2 separate regions of the Mus musculus genome follow, and region 1 is linked to region 2. A link is a contact called in public HiChIP or PLAC-seq data. All regions are on one chromosome and are shown on one strand. Each heading gives the region's core, a stretch centred on a gene start, on an enhancer-like site or on the middle of the called end of the contact. The rest is flanking DNA. Distances are from core to core; before and after follow the strand shown. Region 1 has its middle 18 kb from the start of Htr3a. Region 2 has its middle 21 kb from the start of Gm32280.

Region 1 (4,272 bases), core at 1,446-3,945, 280 kb after region 2:
GTTGGGTAAAATGCCACCCCAAGACCCAGATGTAAGGCATTTTCTCAATTAGTGATCATGGGGAGGGGGGTCCCCTTGTGCGTGGGACCATCTCTGGGTTGGTAGTCTTGGTTCTATAAGAGAGCAGGCTGAGCAAGCCAGGGGAAGCAAGCCAGTAAAGAACATCCCTCCATGGCCTCTGCATCAGCTCCTGCTTTTTGACCTGCTTGAGTTCCAGTCCTGACTTCCTTTGGTGATGAACAGCAGTATGGAAGTGTAAGCTGAATAAACCCTTACCCCCCCCTAACTTGCTTCTTGGTCATGATGTTTGTGCAGGAATAGAAACCCTGACTAAGACACCCCACCTCCATCCCCCGATGGGATGTTGGCAGAGCTCATCTTGTATAGGTCTCATGCAAATAACTACAACTGCTGTGACATTCTTTCTACATTGCCTTCCTTCCAGGATATTCCTTGAACCTTGGAGGGGGTGACATAGATGTCTGGTTTATGGGTTAAATTGCTTCCTGTCAGGAATTTGATTATGGTGACAAGAAGTTAGTTAATACACTGGGTCAATCCTAAATGTAAGCACAAGTCTCTTCATATGAAGGAGATTTGAGGACAAGGAAGGAGAAGATGGAAGCAAATGATGATGCAGGGAGGGGCCACCAGAAAAAGAGAAGAAGAGAAAAAGACAGGTGGCCTTTAGAAGCTGGAAAAGAGAAAGAACCCATTCTGCTCTCTTTTCAGAAGGGATCCATTCTGCCAACACCTTAGCTTTGAAGGACATAAGAGAATGAATGTGTGCTGCTTTAAGCCACCAAATCTGTAGCAATTTATTGAAGTAGCAACAGGGAACTGATACATTCCACAGACAGCCCCATCCATAACGACCAGCACGAATGCTGATTGTGTGTGTGTGTGTGTGTGTTTAAGTTGTGTAGCTTTTGTTGTTTGCTTGTTTTGAGTTTCTCTGACTTGCTTTCATTGTGATGGTAGTTTGCTTGTGTTTGTTTTTATTTATTGAGCCCAGGTCTCACCATGTATCCCAGACTGGCTTTGAACTTTCAATCTTTCTTCTGTAGCCTCCCCAAAATGTGAGATTAGAAGCATGTGCTTCTGTATGCAACTCCCAATTACCCTTTTCTTCCTTCATCCTCTCCTCTTTGTTTTCTTAAGACGAGTCTCCTGTGGTCCAAGATGGTCTGAAACTTGCTATGTCCACCAAGGATGATTCTAAACCTCAAATACTCCTACCTTTACTTCCCAAATAATACACACTCAGTTTGTAGGGTCCTGGGGATTAAACCCAGGGCTTTGTGTATACTAGGCATGTACCCTACCACAGCCTCAATCATGTTTTTATACATCAACAGACCTTACGTCCTCAGGGACTAAGATTAGAACCTGACCATAGTACAGAGGCCCAGAAGATTGCTAGTCTGTATAGCCTTGTTCTCTGTCTCAAATGGACTGCACATAGCCAGTGCCTGTAGGTAGCAGTATCTGTATCTAACATCATCTAATGTCATCTTTACCATAATCTTGGGATAGTATCATCTCCCAGCCACATCTCCAGAATGAGAGCTCTGATGACCCTTCAACTTCATGTTGCTACAACACATACACACACACACACACACACACACACACACACACACACACACACACACACACGATACACACATGTACATACAAGCATGCATGCATGCCCACTACTATCCCAAATAGCAAGAGACTCCCAAGTCTATAAACCAACAATGGCCACCCTTGTCTCTGCTTAGTGCCCTGGAGAATCCCAGGATGACAAGGAGAATTAATTCAGGTTAGCAGAAAATCCAGAGAGCAGAGGAGTATCCAGAAAGATTGGCAGGCTGAAGGAAGACCTAAGACCTAGAGTGAAGCCGTCTCCTGGAGCCCTGGAACCTAATGGGTATTGCCTACAGGGGAAGATGGGAAATGGAGAGAACTTTCATTCTCTCAGGGACCAGAGTGAAGAAGCAGTAAAAGGGAGAATGGGCTACTTGGTATCAGGGACCTGGTAAGGAAGACCAAGCAACCACTCAAAGTTATGATTCCTCTTCCTGGTATTTGCCCTGGCAAGGGACAGGAGTAGTGGCAGCAATGTGGCCTGGTTGACACTTGGGACTCCCAGACCCTTCCCACTCCCAGAGTGATCTTCATTGAGCCAACACTGTATCGGATGCCAGAGGTGAAGGTGGATGGCACCTCATGCTCCCTGCCATCTCCGACTCACAGCATTCTGCTGCTCCTAGCTCTAAGACCGGAGGGGTGTGGTGAACGAGAGGATTACATCTGTCAGAGGCAAGAATCATGCATTGGAGGGCAGAGAGGTCCAGGGTTTTTCCCTGAGCAGGGCTGGGAGTGGGCTCTGATGCGGTAAGCATTTGATGTGGTGTGTCACTGCCTTATTCCTTGCAGAGAGTGGGTGTTTGCTGTCAGGAGCAGGAGCCAGAGGAAGGGGCCTGATGCACACTCGTTGGCTGTTTCCTTGGACAGCCATCTGCCCACAGCCTATAATTCAGAGGCCCAGCTGCACTGGGTGCTTGACCGATCTGATTGTGAAGAGGGGAGATTACCAAGTGCACTGCAGTGATTGGCAGGTGCCCCAGGGCCCAGCTGCCCTGGTAGCAGAGTGGACTCCAAGGGACACTGTTCTATCTCTGAATGCCCACCTCCCAATTATTCAGGCCTCCCAGAATCCCACAGTCACCTGCAATCCTCTTGATCCTTAGAACCCCTGCTTCCCCCAGAGTGGGTGAATGTGCAAACACATCCCGTGGGGATCTGTGGAACTCAGATGGCACGCCTGCACTTCTCACTGGTTCCCAAGAAGTGCCGAATCTAGTCCCAGTCTCTGTTTGTCTGTCTGTCTGTTTGTCTGTCTCTATCTGTGTCTTTCTCTGTCTCTCTTAGCCTCTTCCCCCACCCCCCAACTCCTACCCTGAGCTCTCAAAAAGCCTGATGCTATATATCCAGGCAGCTTGTGCCAAACCAGCAGGTTTTCATCGGATGAAGTCAGACAGCTTTAAGAAGTACACTGCAGTGAAGCCCAAATGTGATTCTGAGCCCCCACATCTGCGCCCTTTTACACCCCCCCCCTGTCAGATGGAGTGCTCCTTGAAGCTCCTGCACACTGTCACCATCTTTCCTGGGCAGCTCTGTTGGCACAGGGCCAGGTCCCTGACACACAGAGCAAATGCTCAGGTCACTACTGAGCTAAAGGGTGGGTCTGTGTATGAATGAGTTCGATTTGTGGGGTACTACCCCCTCAAACAACCCTTCCTCTCATACTTGGCTCAGTGCACAACTGTCTCCTCTGTTGAAGCCGACCACTAAGTTTCGTAGCATGCTACACTGAAGTGCCCAGAAAAGCAGAGGAAAGAGATTTTGTACTTCTGGAACCCTCAGAGCAGGCTGAAGGACCATCACTTTTACATTATGTACGCTGGTGCTTTGATATCTAGAGTCCTTCTGACGCTGGAGAGACTGTTCCCCCAAGAATGAGCCATTCACTAGATATGATGAATGGTTAGCCTACAAGCATATTGTCCAAATAAGAGCCAACTGATCCAAAGCCAAACCCTGTCTCAGCAACCTTCTTAGGAGTTCCTATGCTCCAGATGGTGGGCACCTGCTCTACTTGCCCCAAAGTCTAGTGTCTGATCACTAGGGACAGCCTTCCTGACATCATTGAAAGCCAGTGCTAAATCTATGTCCCTCGACTCCTATATTTCTTCTTACAGAAATCACATTTAAGGCTGTTGTACCTTCCTTTGTCTTCATCACCTGTGATGAAACTCAGCATTTTCTGTGATACGCACTACCCACTCTCTACAATGATACGGTGCAGCTCCCATTCATGGGAATGGTGCACAATAAAAGGTCTTTCCTGATAGTAAGTACTTGGTCTGCTGTCTTAGTCAGGGTTTCTATTCCTGCACGAACATCATGACCAAGAAACAAGTTGGGGAGGAAAGGGTTTATTCAGCTTACACTTCCATACTGCTGTTCATCACCAAAGGAAGTCAGGACTGGAACTCAAACAGGTCAGAAAACAGGAGCTGATGCAGAGGCCATGGAGGAATGTTACTTACTGGCTTGCTTCCCCTGGCTTGCTCAGCCTGCTCTCTTATAGAACCCAAGACTACCAGCCCAGAGATGGTCTCACCCAAAAGGGGCCTTTCCCCCTTGATCACTAATTGAGAAAATGCCTTACAACTGGATCTCATGGAGGCACTTCCCCAACTGAAGCTCATTTCTCTGTGA
Region 2 (4,310 bases), core at 617-3,116:
TGCTGAACGGAAGCAGATTCATTTCATGTCCTGTAGATGAAAGGCGTCCCACCTTCCCTCCACTCACCCCTCCAGCTGGTGAGCTCTGGCTGTTGTCTCTCCCACTGCCCAAGAGTCAGACAGAAGGAGCCCAGCGTGGCAGGACTACGGTGTGGACAAAACCGTGTTCTCTCGCTATTATCTTGTCCAGGGAATTCAGTTAGGGTGGTAAGTTCGGGGGGCTCTATGTCAGGCTGAGAGAAGCTGGGCAACAGAGAACAGCCAGAGGTGTGTAACAAGGAGCAGCTGAAAGCCACTGGGCTTTGCTATTAATGTAGTCAGTAAATAAATAAAGGAGGGCTTAAGCTGAGTGTACAGCAATCAGTTTGGAACTACAGGGTAATTAGCTCTGCAGGGGGCCGCAGGGCTGCAGAGTCAGGTTTAAATGAGAGAGTTCACTTTCACTGAGGCACCCCTGGGGTGCAAAGAAAGCAGCCTAGGGGAGTCAGTCCGCCAGCACTCCGGGTAAGGAGTGGCCAAAGAGCTGTAGCTCTGGGTCTGGGAGCACAGAGAGAGCTAGGGCCTCCCGGTGGGGCAAAGCCTTCCGGTCTGTGTGGAAACAGCTCACCCTAGACTGGACCAAGCCAGGTAGTCCCCAGCTATAAAATGCCACTGTCCTGAGCCTGTCACGCCTTCTTCCTTTAAGGTGACCTTAGGAACAAATACAGGCGCAAGAGCCCACACTGAGCTACTCTACCTGCAGCATGGATACCAGTTCTTGATGTCATGGGGAGATGCCTAGGTGGGCATGTGAGGGGCGTCTTCCTATTTAGCTCCATTTCCTCACCCTTGGCGACTGCATCCTCAGTTTCAGTGAGCGAATTGCCTCTCTTCTTCCCTCTATTTTCCTTCCATGTATTCAGCAAAGATTTATTGGGCACCTGCCAAGTGCAATGTTAGGCTCTAGGAACACCAAGATATAGAACACACGGTTCCTAACCTCAAGGAACTCGATGTCTGGTGAAGGGAACACCGGAGAGCTTAGATGACAGTAATGCACTGTGACAAATGGCGGGTTGCAGGGTCTGCATAGCAGGGCACCCGATACAGTCTCAGGCATCTAGGGAAGGTCTCCTGAGAAAGGTAGCATTTGAGATGAAGCAAGACCCCGGGGAAAGCTGAGAGGACCAGGAAGCTTGCGTTGTGCTCTGTTCAGCTGGTGAAACAGGGTGACACAGGCCGCAGAGCACAGGACCCTAAGTCTCTAAAACCATCCTGGTGATCAAATTGACTCTAGCAAGGTAGGGGTGGATCTAAAGAACAGATTGGGGTGTCAAGCAGGGACTACCATTGAGGTCCCATGGGGAGTTTGGACCTATCCTAGGAGTGATTAAGGAGTTTTCAAAAACGTGATAAGTTGTCTGTAGAGGGGGAGCGGTGGGGGGATATATTCTCTGCAGGATGGAAGAGTAAAGGATGGATGGATGCTGGGGCGAGAGGGACTCTGCTGGCAGCTAGGCGGAAGGCACTGTGGCTGTGGGTGGAGGGAGAGGAGGTGCTGGCAGGATGGAGCAGTCCTTAGATTCACTCTTCTTTGTTTGATCAGCTACACTCTTGTGGGTCTTGTGCAGACTTCTGTTAATTCTGGGCTTCAACTCTGCTCCCTGAGTGACATCCAGAGCCACTAAAAAGAGAGCCAATCAAGGGTGTACCAGAACCTCGGCAGTAGTGACAGAGAGCACTGGACAGGAAGGGACCGCAGGGAAGTAGTGAGTAGAGGAGGCTCCCAGCCAACCAAGCCAAGAGCACAAGTGGGATGATCCCCATCCACCCAACCTGGACTCTATCTTTCCAGTCCAGCTGCCTGTCCCCTCTTCTGACCTCAGCCTCGTGCCCCGCCCCACCCCCACCCCTGGCGGGGCCTGCCCTAGAGGCAGTTCCCCATGCTGCGGGCTGGGGCAGAGGGCAGCTGCGGCCCGCTGCCCAGGGAGGGAGGAGGGGCTGCAGCAGGCCTCGGAGGAGCGTTCTCAGGCTGGCCTGGCCGGGGCCCCTTTCTCTCCATGAGATCATATCTGGGTCAAAGAGCATGTAAAGCAGGCAGACCCCGGCGGTCACACAAAGCCCATTCAGCCAGCTCCTATTCACTCACCTCCTCTCCCCAAGAGCCCGCGCCGCCGGGACCCCAGTGCAGTGCCTAAGCCCCAGCTTTGATGTCCAAGAACAGAAAACGGCGATTAAATGTTGTTTTAAAGAGGGAGTGCCCACTGCCCTCCCATCTGTCAAGAGAAAGCTGAGGCCTGAGGAAGGGGTGGGGTGCAGAGGGGGAGGGACGGAGTGCAGAGAGGGCGGGGCGGGGGCTGGCTTGAGGGGCAAGGCTTGAGGGGAGCAGATCCCAATCAAAACGTATACATCTTTGGCCAAGGACTGTTTTTGTTTTTGTTTTTGTTTTTAAGAAGCAGGGACACGTGACGTGGTAGTGAGGTACAGGGCAAAAGAAATATCCCAGAAATGAGAGTGAGTAATGGGGGAGAAAACGGAGGAGTGACAAAGAGAGATGCAAACCTGGGTGCAAGATGAGGAGAAAGAGACGGGAAAGGAGGACCAACAGAGGACCTAGGGCTCGGAAGAATGGAAGGCTTCCTGCCATGGGCTGGGCCTCTTCCTGGGAGGGTTGTTAGGGTTAGTGTGACTTCAGAGTCTCTCAGCTCAACAACCCGAAGGCCAACAGACCCAGGACCTGGAGAATAAAAACTGGAAACACACACACACACACACACACACACACACACACACACACACACACACACACGCATGCACACACACGTGTGTCAGTGGAAGTGCAGGAACTCAGGCTACACTGTTTTAGCGCTGTTAGTGACCCACTATGGAGGCCGTGACTTGGGTCTAGTGGGAAGACATGACGCTGGAGAAGAAAGGCAGAGATGTTATCAGGCTGTGCATCCAGGGCCTGAGCAGAGCTGCAGTTAGTGCTGAAGATGAGCCAGGTGGTGCTCTCCCCTGCAGCCGGGGACCAGATGGAGCCTCAGGCGTTGTAGGTCAGGCAGGTGCTATACCACTGAGTGAAAACCTCTAGCTATGCAACAGGTCATGACTGCCACAGAACCTTCTGGTGAAAGCTCTGTGTTGAGACAACTCCGAAGCTTGCTTCCCCGTGAAGAAGACAGAGGGCTATCGTACCTCAAGCCTGGGAAAAGCAGGCATCCTTTGGCATCTGATCTGGTCAGGGTTAGACCCCCGCATACTGACTGCATGAGACTGAGTGGTCACCACACACTTTGAAAAAAACGTGGCAGCTTCGGGAGTGCTGCTTCCTGAATTCCCAGTGCAGAAACTATCACTCAAGCCAAGAGTTTTTCTGAATGAAACTGTCACTTAGTGCATTGTTCCAAGGTCAAACGACATTCATACATTTAACACTGCTTCTCAACCCACACCCCAAAGCAAGGGTGTTGGGTTGATGAGATGGCTCAGTGAGAAATGGTACCTGCTGCCAAGCCTGACAGCCAGACTTGGGTTCTCAGGACTCAAAGGTAAACAGAGAGAATGGACTCCCTTTGTATTCTGGGATGGAGAGATGGCTCAGAGTACTTCTTGCTCTTGCTGAGGTCCCAGGCTCGATTCCCAGCCTGATGGCTCACAACCATTTCTGACCTTGGTTCCAGAGCATCTGAAAACTTCTTCTCACCTCAGAGGGCAGGCAGCAGGAACACATAGGGTGCACATACATATGTGCAGGAAAACCATTCATACACAGAACTCCTCCTCAACCTTTTAGTCTTCTAACCTCTATACATGTGCTTGGTGTGTGTGTGAGCGTGTGCACACATACTCACACGCTCACACACACACTAAATAAAATGTAACCGAAATATTTTAAAAGCAAGAATGGGAGCTAGTAAAATGGCTCAGTGGGCCAAGACCCTTGCTGCCAGGCCTAATGACCTGAGTTCAATCCTTGGGTTTGTGACTTGTAAATGTAGCATTAAAATGTCATGCAAAAAAAAAAAAAAGGCTGAATGTGGGGCTGAGATGGCTCAGTGGCAAAGGAACGTGCCATGGAAGGTTGGAGTAGATCCTCAGAACCCACACAGTGGAATGAGACTTCGAGAAGCTGTACTCTGACCTCCCACCCTCACCCCCCCACCCCCACCCCGCCGTACATGCACCATGGCAGATGTTCGTGTGTGTACCTGTGCATCTGTGCACACACACCGGTCACCAAATCACTAAGAATGCAAAACAATCAGGGCTTATACTAACACATTAACATTTCTCTGCCTTCATCTCCAGGCAGAAATCCCAGTTCCTCC

What was found. HiChIP or PLAC-seq counts read pairs in DNA pulled down with a chosen protein or histone mark.
Region 1: an H3K4me3 HiChIP or PLAC-seq map of embryonic basal ganglia shows a contact between it and region 2, with 4 times the contacts expected there. The contact joins two enhancer-like sites. A contact is called at or near these places in 1 of 484 Hi-C or Micro-C datasets (bone marrow-derived macrophages) and 11 of 115 datasets of contacts at active chromatin or transcription factors (embryonic basal ganglia, embryonic forebrain, embryonic limb bud and 6 more).

Annotation. Positions count from the first base shown.
Region 1 is chr9:48,926,471-48,930,742 of GRCm38.p6, forward strand. No RefSeq gene overlaps it. Among named protein-coding and RNA genes, the nearest start is that of Htr3a, 18 kb to the left of the region's middle. Within about 2 kb of position 2,696, at least 10 of the 459 cell types and tissues checked have an H3K27ac peak or open chromatin away from gene starts, as enhancers often do.
Region 2 is chr9:48,647,420-48,651,729 of GRCm38.p6, forward strand. No RefSeq gene overlaps it. Among named protein-coding and RNA genes, the nearest start is that of Gm32280, 21 kb to the right of the region's middle. Within about 2 kb of position 1,867, at least 101 of the 459 cell types and tissues checked have an H3K27ac peak or open chromatin away from gene starts, as enhancers often do.